Linked DNA regions of Mus musculus: region 2 is linked to region 1. A link is a contact called in public promoter capture Hi-C data. All regions are on one chromosome and are shown on one strand. The core of a region is the stretch at or near the end of the contact, and the rest is flanking DNA. Distances in the headings are between cores, read along the strand shown.

Evidence for each region. Promoter capture Hi-C pulls out the DNA fragments that hold promoters and counts their contacts.
Region 2: a contact with region 1 is called in a promoter capture Hi-C map of liver, with 1.8 times the contacts expected there. The contact joins the enhancer-like site here to the promoter of Spon2 in region 1. A contact is called at or near these places in 5 of 39 promoter capture datasets (HPC-7-derived erythroid cells, liver, neural stem cells and 1 more), 6 of 15 datasets of contacts at CTCF or cohesin (the G1E-ER4 cell line, the NIH/3T3 cell line, embryonic stem cells and 1 more), 107 of 484 Hi-C or Micro-C datasets (3T3-L1-derived adipocytes, the AML12 cell line, B cells and 61 more), 10 of 115 datasets of contacts at active chromatin or transcription factors (the NIH/3T3 cell line, astrocytes, cardiomyocytes and 5 more) and 4 of 9 other capture datasets (adipose tissue, embryonic stem cells, liver and 1 more).

What each region holds. Positions count from the first base shown.
Region 1 is chr5:33,215,815-33,220,596 of GRCm38.p6, reverse strand. It overlaps Spon2 (spondin 2, extracellular matrix protein), which reads left to right and starts at 2,359. Exons shown (of 6, transcript NM_133903.3): 1 at 2,359-2,649; 2 at 3,134-3,353; 3 at 3,777-4,000; 4 at 4,073-4,264. The coding sequence starts at 3,137.
Region 2 is chr5:33,251,642-33,256,423 of GRCm38.p6, reverse strand. All of the region lies in intron 5 of Ctbp1 (C-terminal binding protein 1), which reads left to right. Among named protein-coding and RNA genes, the nearest start is that of Ctbp1, 21 kb to the left of the region's middle. Within about 2 kb of position 2,628, at least 5 of the 459 cell types and tissues checked have an H3K27ac peak or open chromatin away from gene starts, as enhancers often do. A contact at or near this core is called in liver, where this site is marked.

The DNA.
Region 1 (4,782 bases), core at 1,110-3,609:
CTTTAGGTAGAGGGACTGTAAGCAAAGGCCCAGTGCTGGGACTGTCCAGTGCCCAGTAGAGAGGGGGAGGGGAGCTCACGAGGGAGCCAGTCTGGTAGCCCCATTCTGGGAATACTGCCCAAGGCTGGACTCTTGAAAGCATTTGTATAGAGAGCATGCATCATGGAGCCAGGTTGGAGCCGGTGAGCAATGGAGTGTGGGTCGGTGGGTGCCTGCGGGTATGGTATCTGAGGGTGAGTTTTTAACTCATAGCTGGGACACCTGGCAGCCAGGCATGCCCGAAGCCTGCGTGCACCACAGGAGACAGCCATGCTATGGGTGGGGATCCCAAGCTTGAGTCAGCAGATGTGACTTGGGAGCATGTCTCTGCCCAGGTCAGGCCTAGGAGCCTGTGCCACACCTAAGGAGGGATATAAGCCCTGAAAGAACCATTGTTACACTGTGGCCAAGTCCTCCCCGTGTCCCATCATGTCCATGAACATGCTCAGGGATTTTCCTTTTTAGGGGACACTGCCACCACTAAAGGAATTTCTTGCCTGGCTAGCCTCCTGCCCAGCCCTCCTGGGGCAACCCTGGCTTGGCGGTGGCCACTCTGTTTGGAGGTGTCTGGCTTTGGCTTGTTCTCATTGCCAAATCAGTGGCTACCCAAGTCACTTCATGGACTTGAGGCTGAGAGAGAAGCTTTCTGCTGCCCTGGGCTGGGGCTGTTGATGACTACCTTGTCGTTTGGAATACAGTGAGCCTTAGGGGCTACGCTGGGCATAGGGATCTGGACTGAAGTTGCCCACAGTGACTCTTGGCTGAGCTGGAGTCATTTAGTATCCTCTTCCTAGGAGCCTAAGCTCTGGTAGGTGGACATTGGCCTGGCTAGCTCTAGGTACAGATCTATGACTGCTCTAAGGACCCCCCCCCCCACACACACACACAAAAACACATAGCACAATCAGCACTGGCTCCTGCATCCCCTCTCCAGTAACACTGTGAGCATCCTGGTCCCTGAAGCTCTGGAACTCTTGCCAGATGTGAGAAACCTGGATCCTATGACAAGCATGGTCCATAGCTAGTCACAGAGCACAAGGCAAATTAGAGGAGAGCAGGCCTCTGAATGAAAGGTCAACAGTAAAGATCCCTCGGGGTCCACAGGGCCAAGTCCATTTCATAAGAGCGTCTGTCTACGCCCATTGTCCGTTGAGGCATAGTGGGATTTTCTAAGCTGCCTTAGGGCGCCTTTATCTGAAAAGGGGAAGAAAGTCCTTGTTCTAGTGTTTACGCAGGCTTAATTGTCGTCATGGCTTCCTTCTGCATCGGTTGGATGAGCTGTAGTAGATACAGCAGTTCGACCATCTTCTCTCTGGCCACACGGTGGGAATATGTACTGCTGACAAGCCATGCCACATCGCTACTCGATGTGCGACCTACAGCTGCTCAGCTTAAGCCATTGAGCAACTGCTGTTAACACAGGCTAGCTTGCTTATTGTAAGTGAGTTGCACACGGGTAGCTACAGCCACAGAAGCTTTAGGCTTCTTGGTGACTTTCACCAGCAGCTTGAGACGTTCTGGGGCAGTCTGTCTTTGGTCTCTAGGCCTGGTGCCTAAATGCTATGTCCACAGTTGCCGCTATGTGGCTGCCTTATTTATTTGAAATGAGGGTGAAGTCATTCTCTTTGTTTGCATTTGAGCTTCGCAGATTCTATTTATTCTCTCTCACTGTCTGTCTGACAGTGAAACATTAACTTGGTCCAAAACCCAGAATGTGTCTTGGAGCAGCTCCCTGGATATTTTGGTACGTGGGGGACCCGGCAGAGGTTGCGTTTGTCGTCTCTCTCCACTCTTCTTTCTACTTAGTTCTTAGGCTTCCTCAGTAGTTTTGAGAGTATTTCCCTGACACTGCACTGCAGTAAACATCAGAATCTACTACCCAGTCCAAAGGAACACCAGAGGCCTGGAAGCTGGGAGGAGGTGGACCAAGGAGCAGCTTGAAATCCCCGAGCTGCTTTCCTTCGGCTGGCCAAGTGGGCCCTCAGACCCCTATGAGAAAGAGGTGTCTGGCTGGCTGAAACCCAGAGCCCCAAAGCCTTTTACAGCTAAGCTGGTAGATCTGGGGCTCCTCAGCACCCCAACACACACACACACACACACACACACACACACATTTGTCAAGTGGAGAAATGTGGGTCACATCTCGACCACATCTGTGGCAAAGTTCAGACAGGGCACCAATGTGGCCTCTGGCCCCAGACTCCTATCTCTGAACACAGAGCCCCTTGCAGCACCACCCAGAGACAGCCTGTGAGAGGAGGGAGGAGGGCGGAGAGAGGGAAGGGAGAGGGAAAGACAAAGAAAGGGGTGCGGCAGGGCAGCAGTTAGCCCGAGGGGGCGGAGAGTGAGCTCAACTTGGAGCAGGTCACAGCAGTCAGAACTAGTGAGAAGGTTGAGCAGAGAACCCCTGCAGCAGGAAAACCTCTTGCTTCCTTGTCTCAAGCCCCTTCTGGCACTTTCTGGGACCAGGCACTGAGGCAGAAGACAGGAAGAGCTGGGGCCTATCTGCTGGCCAGAGGCACTAACCTTGGGCACACATAGGATCTGGGAGCTCTGGGACCAATCCTCCAGCTGACAAGCCCAGCAGCCTGCCTCTGACGCTTTTGCCAGGTGAGTGGTTGTTCACATCTCAAGAGGGCCTGGGGCTCCTGGAACAGCAATCTGTAACACTCAGAGACTACCCTGGGGGCTGGGCATGACCTCAGCTTTGCTAATCTAGCCCCATGCACAGCTAGTCCATGAAGTGTACAAGCCAGGCGCACTTCACAGTGCAGGGGACACAATGTAGAGCGGCCAGGAGGTGTGTGACAGAGATAATTGTAAACCCATTGACCTTTTGTCCCTTGGACTACAGTCCTGGGGGCTGTAGTTCACAAGTTACACTGACATTCTTGCAGACAAGCAGTGAAACCGGCCACGTACCTGGTGCCCTTTTCACTGGGCGGCATCTGGGAAACTCTCGAAGGACATTCTGGGGACCAAACGGTGTGTTTGCAGGCATCTCACTCTGGGAGCTCGTTCTGTTCTCTCCTGGGGCTCCGTGGACAGGGGCCCTGGGACTAAAGGTGCCAACTCTTCTCTCCCTCTGCTGTAGGTGATGGAAAACGTGAGTCTTGCCCTGGGCAGAGCTCTTTGGGTCTTCCTCCTGGCCATGATAGGCTCCACCACGAGCCAGCCGCTGGGGGGAGAATCGGTTTGTACAGCCCGGCCTCTGGCTAGATACAGCATCACTTTCATTGGCAAGTGGAGCCAGACAGCATTTCCCAAGCAGTACCCCCTGTTCCGGCCCCCTGCACAGTGGTCCTCTCTGCTGGGTAAGGGCACCTTTCCTCCTTCTGCCTCATCCTGGAGGCTACAGGGCAGGAAGCAGTACCTGCTGGCTTCACAGCACACAGTACAAGTCACTGTCATCTGAGAAACATCCAACACAGGAAGCCCTTGCTAAATACCCACTGTCCCAGTGGCTGTTGGAGGGCACAGTAGCTGCGGGAAAGCTGGGGACACCAGTCACCCAGCCAGGCGTCTTAGCCACATAAGTGTGAAGGATGTTACGGTCTCTCTGTGTTCAAAGTGGATGTGGCTCCTTACCATTCAGTCAGGGAGCTGATATTTGGGGAGGGGGCGGGGGCAGGGGGAGAGGGACATGTGTCCCCTGGGGACAGCCCCGTGGGATTAAAGTCTATAGCCCTGCTGCTGTCCACCCCGCTGGATACTCATGCAGTCAGGCCTTTGCACAGGGGCAGCTCACAGCTCTGACTACAGCATGTGGCGGAAGAATGAGTATGTCAGCAATGGGCTGAGGGACTTTGCTGAGCGTGGTGAGGCCTGGGCACTGATGAAGGAGATCGAAGCTGCAGGAGAGAAACTTCAGAGTGTGCACGCAGTGTTCTCAGCTCCTGCCATCCCTAGCGGTACCGGGCAGACTTCCACAGAGTTAGAGGTGCACCCTAGGCACTCGCTGGTAAGTTGTGGCTAGCCTGGGAGAGGGTATGTCCCGATGGCTGCAGCTGCTAAGTCTTCTGGTCCCATCCAGGTGTCCTTCGTGGTACGCATTGTCCCCAGCCCTGACTGGTTTGTGGGCATCGACAGTCTGGACCTGTGTGAGGGAGGCCGCTGGAAGGAGCAGGTGGTCCTGGATCTTTATCCACACGATGCAGGGACCGACAGTGGTTTCACCTTCTCCTCCCCTAACTTTGCAACTATCCCACAAGACACAGTGACTGAGGTAAGTGGTCTGCAGCCCTTGCCCCTCCCCATAGGCTGCAGCCACTCCCCAATGCACAGGCAGCTCTTGTCTCTGAGGTGGGTGCAACAAAGAGGGTGCCTGGCCTGGTTGTGAGGATGTTGTTTACTCTAAAGGACAGGGCAAAGGCTTTGCCACGCCCCAGGCGGACCTCTGGGCACTCCAGCCTGTGGATGCTCTTTAGAGAGTAGTCCCATTTCTGGTGCCTTCAGGTTAACAGTGGAACGCCTGGGATCTGGCAATCCTGTAGAGAGAAGAAGAAGATAAGGGCCTTTCACAGTTCTTCCTTTCCAGCGAGGAGGCATGTATAGGCCTGCCTGGTGCATAAGCAGGAGTTCTATAGACAGGCGGCTCAGCTGAGCTGCACTGTTGCCTCAGGGAGGCAGGAGAAATGTCTCAGTCTTGGGGAGAGGCCATGCGGGTACCCCCAGCTATGCTGGGCTTGTGAGTCTTGCAGATGAGACCCAAGTTGGGGGTCTTTGCTGGCACTGTCCTACTAG
Region 2 (4,782 bases), core at 1,379-3,878, 36 kb before region 1:
CTTGTCTTTTTTTGGATATTTAAAGTCTGATTTATTTGTTACTCTTAAAGACATATTTTTATCTGCATTCACTCAGACTTATAAGTAGAAGCTCTTAGTGAGGACAACCTACATCTCTTGGCGATCTGACCTGGTGTTTTCTTTGGCTTCCTTCATTCTTTTGATCACAAGTTTAGCACATTCTGCAGCCTCCTAATTTTTCTTAGTATATTGTTTCTTTAGATCAGTGTCTTGGTGTTTGTGTTGCAGGGCACATGGAGTAAGGAGATGCTGGATCTTGGGTGTTTTGGTCCTGGACTTCGGACCTTCTTTGTGTAAGGGCTTTCTGAAAACATATTGGCAGATATCTTTACTTACTTTTTTATTGCTTTTCTATTCTCACCATGACCAAGGCAACTTAACAATGTATTTAATTTGAGGGCTTATGGGTCCAGAAGGGTAGAGTCTCCATAACCATCATGGTGAGGAACATGGCAGCAGGCAGGCATAGTGCTGGAGAAGTAGCTGAGAGTTTACATCTGATTCACAACCACAAGGGAGAGGGAGAGAGGTAGGGAGGGAGGGAGGGAGGCGGAGGCGGAGACGGAGACGGAGACATGGGGACACGGGGACACGGGGAGACGGAGACAGAGACAAAATGAATAAATGTTAACATGATAGCAAGCTGGGAGTGGTGTGGGGTTTTGAAACCTTAACGCCCACCCCCAATGACACACCTCCTAATCCTTCCCAAATAGTTCCATGAACTGGTGACCAAGCATTCAAATATATGAGCCTATGGGAGCCACTCTCATTCAGACCACCACAACAGGCATCACTTTCTTTAAAGACATTGAAACGCTTTTGGATTTTGCTAGCTCTTTTGGACCCCAACTCCCAGTGTACAGTAGTATCTGTCAGTCCAGAAATAAATCACTCTCAATCTCTCTCCTTCTCTTGTTCCCGCCCCCCCCAATAACCAAGTTGAGATCACTCAGATTAGCACCCATAGTGCATTCTCAAACAAACTTGTGTTTCCTTTCTCCAGTTCTCTTTGATCTATACAATGATGCTTCTTTCTCCGTAGCCCTCTCTAGGCCCCCATGCAGGGATATTCCTGGCCTAAGTAGCTTTCTTAGTCATGGAGGGAGATTCCATAACCCCTTTTTTCTATCTTTGACTCTTAAACTCAGAACCATGTGTCTGAAAGCTGCCAAGTTCTGCTGCTTACTGGGGTTGAAGCATGGCCCCTTCATTTAATTACATCTTTATTAGCTTTCTGGTTTTGACAATTTCCTTCACTACTTAATCTTGGCTGTCTTGGAACTTGCTTTGTAGACCAGGCTGTCCTTGAACTCTGAAGTCTGCTTGCTTCAGGCTCCTCAGTGCTGGGATTAAAGGTGTGCACCATCATGCTTAGACATGAACTTTTCATCAATTCCTTTCCACAAATTGGAAACTTAGCTGGGTGGAGTCTTGCCCTGAGGTCACTACTCCCTCTATTCCATTTAATATCAGGCTTTTCTTTAATCTGTGTATCTTCTTGAACACATGATTGTAGGCTTAGATTTTTCAAAACCTACTCTAATTAGGGTTCTTAACTGCTTTAACTTTCCTTCTAGCCCACCACCCACCAGAGGGAGTGGAAAGGAAAGGTTCATAGAGCAAAGGAGGATGTGGGCCTGTTTAGAAATAGTTCTTTGGGGTGATTGCAATCTTCGCTGTCAGGATATCAGCAGTTCAGTTCACGAGAATCAGCAGTGGTAGCTCAGTCCACTTGCAAACACCATTCACGAATCAGCAGTTCCATCCAGAAGAAACTACGTGACTTTGCCAATTGGCCTGAGTCCATGGAAGCAGCAAGAAGCTGCCAGAACATCACCAGAAGGTCTCTGGTACATTTTTCTCTATGAAGTCACAACAAAGATGATCAGCAAAGAGGGCAAGGCAAACCAATGCCACAGCATCGTCAGTAAAGAGCAGCATCAGCAAAGCCCAATGAAGACCAGTAAAGTGAACCAATACCATACTTTTGTCCACTGTCTGCTGAATCATCCTTATACCCTTTCCAAATATCATGGTTCCTCTTAAGTGTCTGCTCCAGCAAAACATCACATGCCCTTTTTCAAGCTGCTTCCAGAAAAGCACCATGTGTCTATTCTCAGTCAAGCATTTTCTCATAAGACAATTTCAGAAAAACATCATATGACATGACTGAGTCCACTTCACAAGATACAGTCTGGTGTTCCTTTCCTCCTCAAATTGTACATTTTGTATTTTTTCCTTGCTCAGCTTGTGTCTCTTCATTACAGATTTCCATAAGAGCACTAAGAACCCCAGGATAGAGTCAATACTAGGCGGTTTTGAGATATCCTCTGCCAACTTAATTAATCCATAAATACTCAATTTAGCTTCAGGCAGACTTTTTGGACAAAGGCAAAAAGTAGCCTTATTCTTTGTCAAAATATCACAAGAACAATCTCTAGGCCACATACTAAAATTCTTATCTTTTGAAACCTCTTAGGCCAGGGCCCTACAGTTCAATTTACCCCCCAGCACCCCCCAGCACCACTTCCTTCCATGTTCTTACTAGTGTGACCCATTAAGCAATGCTTAAAGCATTCCACTGTTTTTCTAATCCAAAGTCCACATTCCTTCAAACAAAATCATGGACCAGCCTATCACAGCAATATCACAGTCCCCATTTCCAACGTCTGTCTTAGGGTTTCTGTTGCTGTGAAGAGACATCATGACCATGGCAACTCTTTTAAAGGAAAACATTTAGTCGGGGCTGCCCTATAGTTCAAGGGTTTATGCAGGCAGACATGGTGCTGGAGAAGGAGCTGAGAGTTCCACATCTTGATCAGAAGGCAGCAGGAAGAGACTGAATCACACTTCCTCCAACAAGGCAACTAATAGTGCCACTCCCTATAGTCTTATGGGGTCCATTTTTATTCAAACCATCATCCATATCATTCATTTCTTTTTCTTTCTTTTAGTGTAAGGGGTTGTTTAAGATTCTTTTTTGAACTCACGTAGGTGCTTGCCTTTGCCTCCCAAGTGCTGAAATTAAAGTCATTAAAGGTGTGCACCACCACACCTGGCCATGTCATTCATTTCTGATAGTTTGACTTTAGAATCAGCTCATCAGTTTGTGTTTTGTTTAGTCCTTGTGGTGGTGTGAGAGTCTGGTCTCTAAAATTTACCATGTCCTCAAGACATTACATAATCCTATTATTTCATGTTTTGATTTCTCTTAGTAGAGTTCTGTAGTGATCAATACACAATGTTTGTACAGCGTTTGTAAAACCTGTTACTGTGCTTTCCTCAGTGCTGGTGATAGGACCTAAGTACCACCCCTCCAGCCTGGTTTTAGGGATAACTACTGTTAACAAGTTGTGTTTTTAATTTCCTGTAGTGTTTAGAAACACAGTTGGCCTTTGCATATTTGAGCTATACTGCAGTTTCCCTAGATCCTGGTTTGCAGGTTCTCCAGGCATTTCTCAACACCCTGCTGGGCCACACTTGCTACCATTTTTTGTTCTTGCCTCTTTGACATTAGCTGTGATGGTCAGTGCTTTATAAACTGCATTTTTCTCTCTGCTTTAGTTTGAGTCATTTCTATTGGCTGCTGTTCTGTCTTTGGTATTAGATCTTCTAATAGATTCTTCATTGCAGAATTCTTTATAGCTTTTCCAGCTCTCGAACAGGTGACTGGGTCTTTTGTAAGGACCATTTCTCTGCTACAGTTGACTGTCCTCTCCAGTTTTTCACATGTGCCTCTGATGCTGTCACGTGTTCCCAGCAGGTATCAGAAGTCCTCCCAGCTGATCCCATTGGCTGGGCTGTCTGTGGATATGCTTGTTCTTACTCTTATCTGTTAGAGTGTTTGTGGTATACTTAGTCTCGTCTAGAAAGAAATAGTAGAGGCCAAAGTAAGTGACATTTATCCCTAAAATTATTGTTCTGTGCTGTTAGGGATATCTGTGCTGGGGTGGTGCTGTCTGACAGCTTTGGGTACCTCAGGAAACAACTCTCTTTGAGCGCCCTCTGCCCATTTTCAGGGCAGCCCCCAGCTTTCACAATGGGGAGGTTTTCTCCAGGTCTCTACTGCTCACATTCTCAGCAGCAGCTGTCCTGTATTAAAAGCTTCTCTGTGACCCTCTGTCAGTCTACTTGGATTCTGCAGAGGCCTCCCTCCTGGCCTGTGACTGCTGTGTCCCTTGGCTTTAGCATTCCTTCATGGCCCTCCTGACGCACCTTCCCTGTCTTCTGTGCCATAATCCTGTAGAGTCATTGGGAGGGACTTAGAGCCTTGGTGGGCCCTGCCCTCCCTCTTGGTCCTGATGCTCTAGTGGCGTCTTCACACTTGCTCCCATCACCTTTGTGTCTCCTGCAAACTTGAGTTTCCTGGGGAGGCTGTCCTGGCTAACCTCTTTAAAGCTGCCTGTGTCCTGCCAACATGCCTGACTGTTCTCTTTGCTCTTTTCCTGGTGGGTATTAACTTTGTCTCTTGATGGATGCTGCAGGAGAGGCTTATGTCCCCAGCATTCTCTTATCAGCTGTCTGCTCCATCTGTATCCAGCATGTTGTTGATGTGTGGATATATGGAGCTGTCCCCATGCTATGCCCTTCAGCCTGTGGCTCCCACGACAGAGCCAGGCTTGCCTCAGATGACACCTGATGTGGATTTGTGCAGTTGGGCCAGGAAGGTGGCAGATACATTGCATACAGTGTACCCTCTCTGCTGCTAGATTATTTTTTCTTTCAAGATTTATTTCTTATTGTATGTGTGTGTGTGTG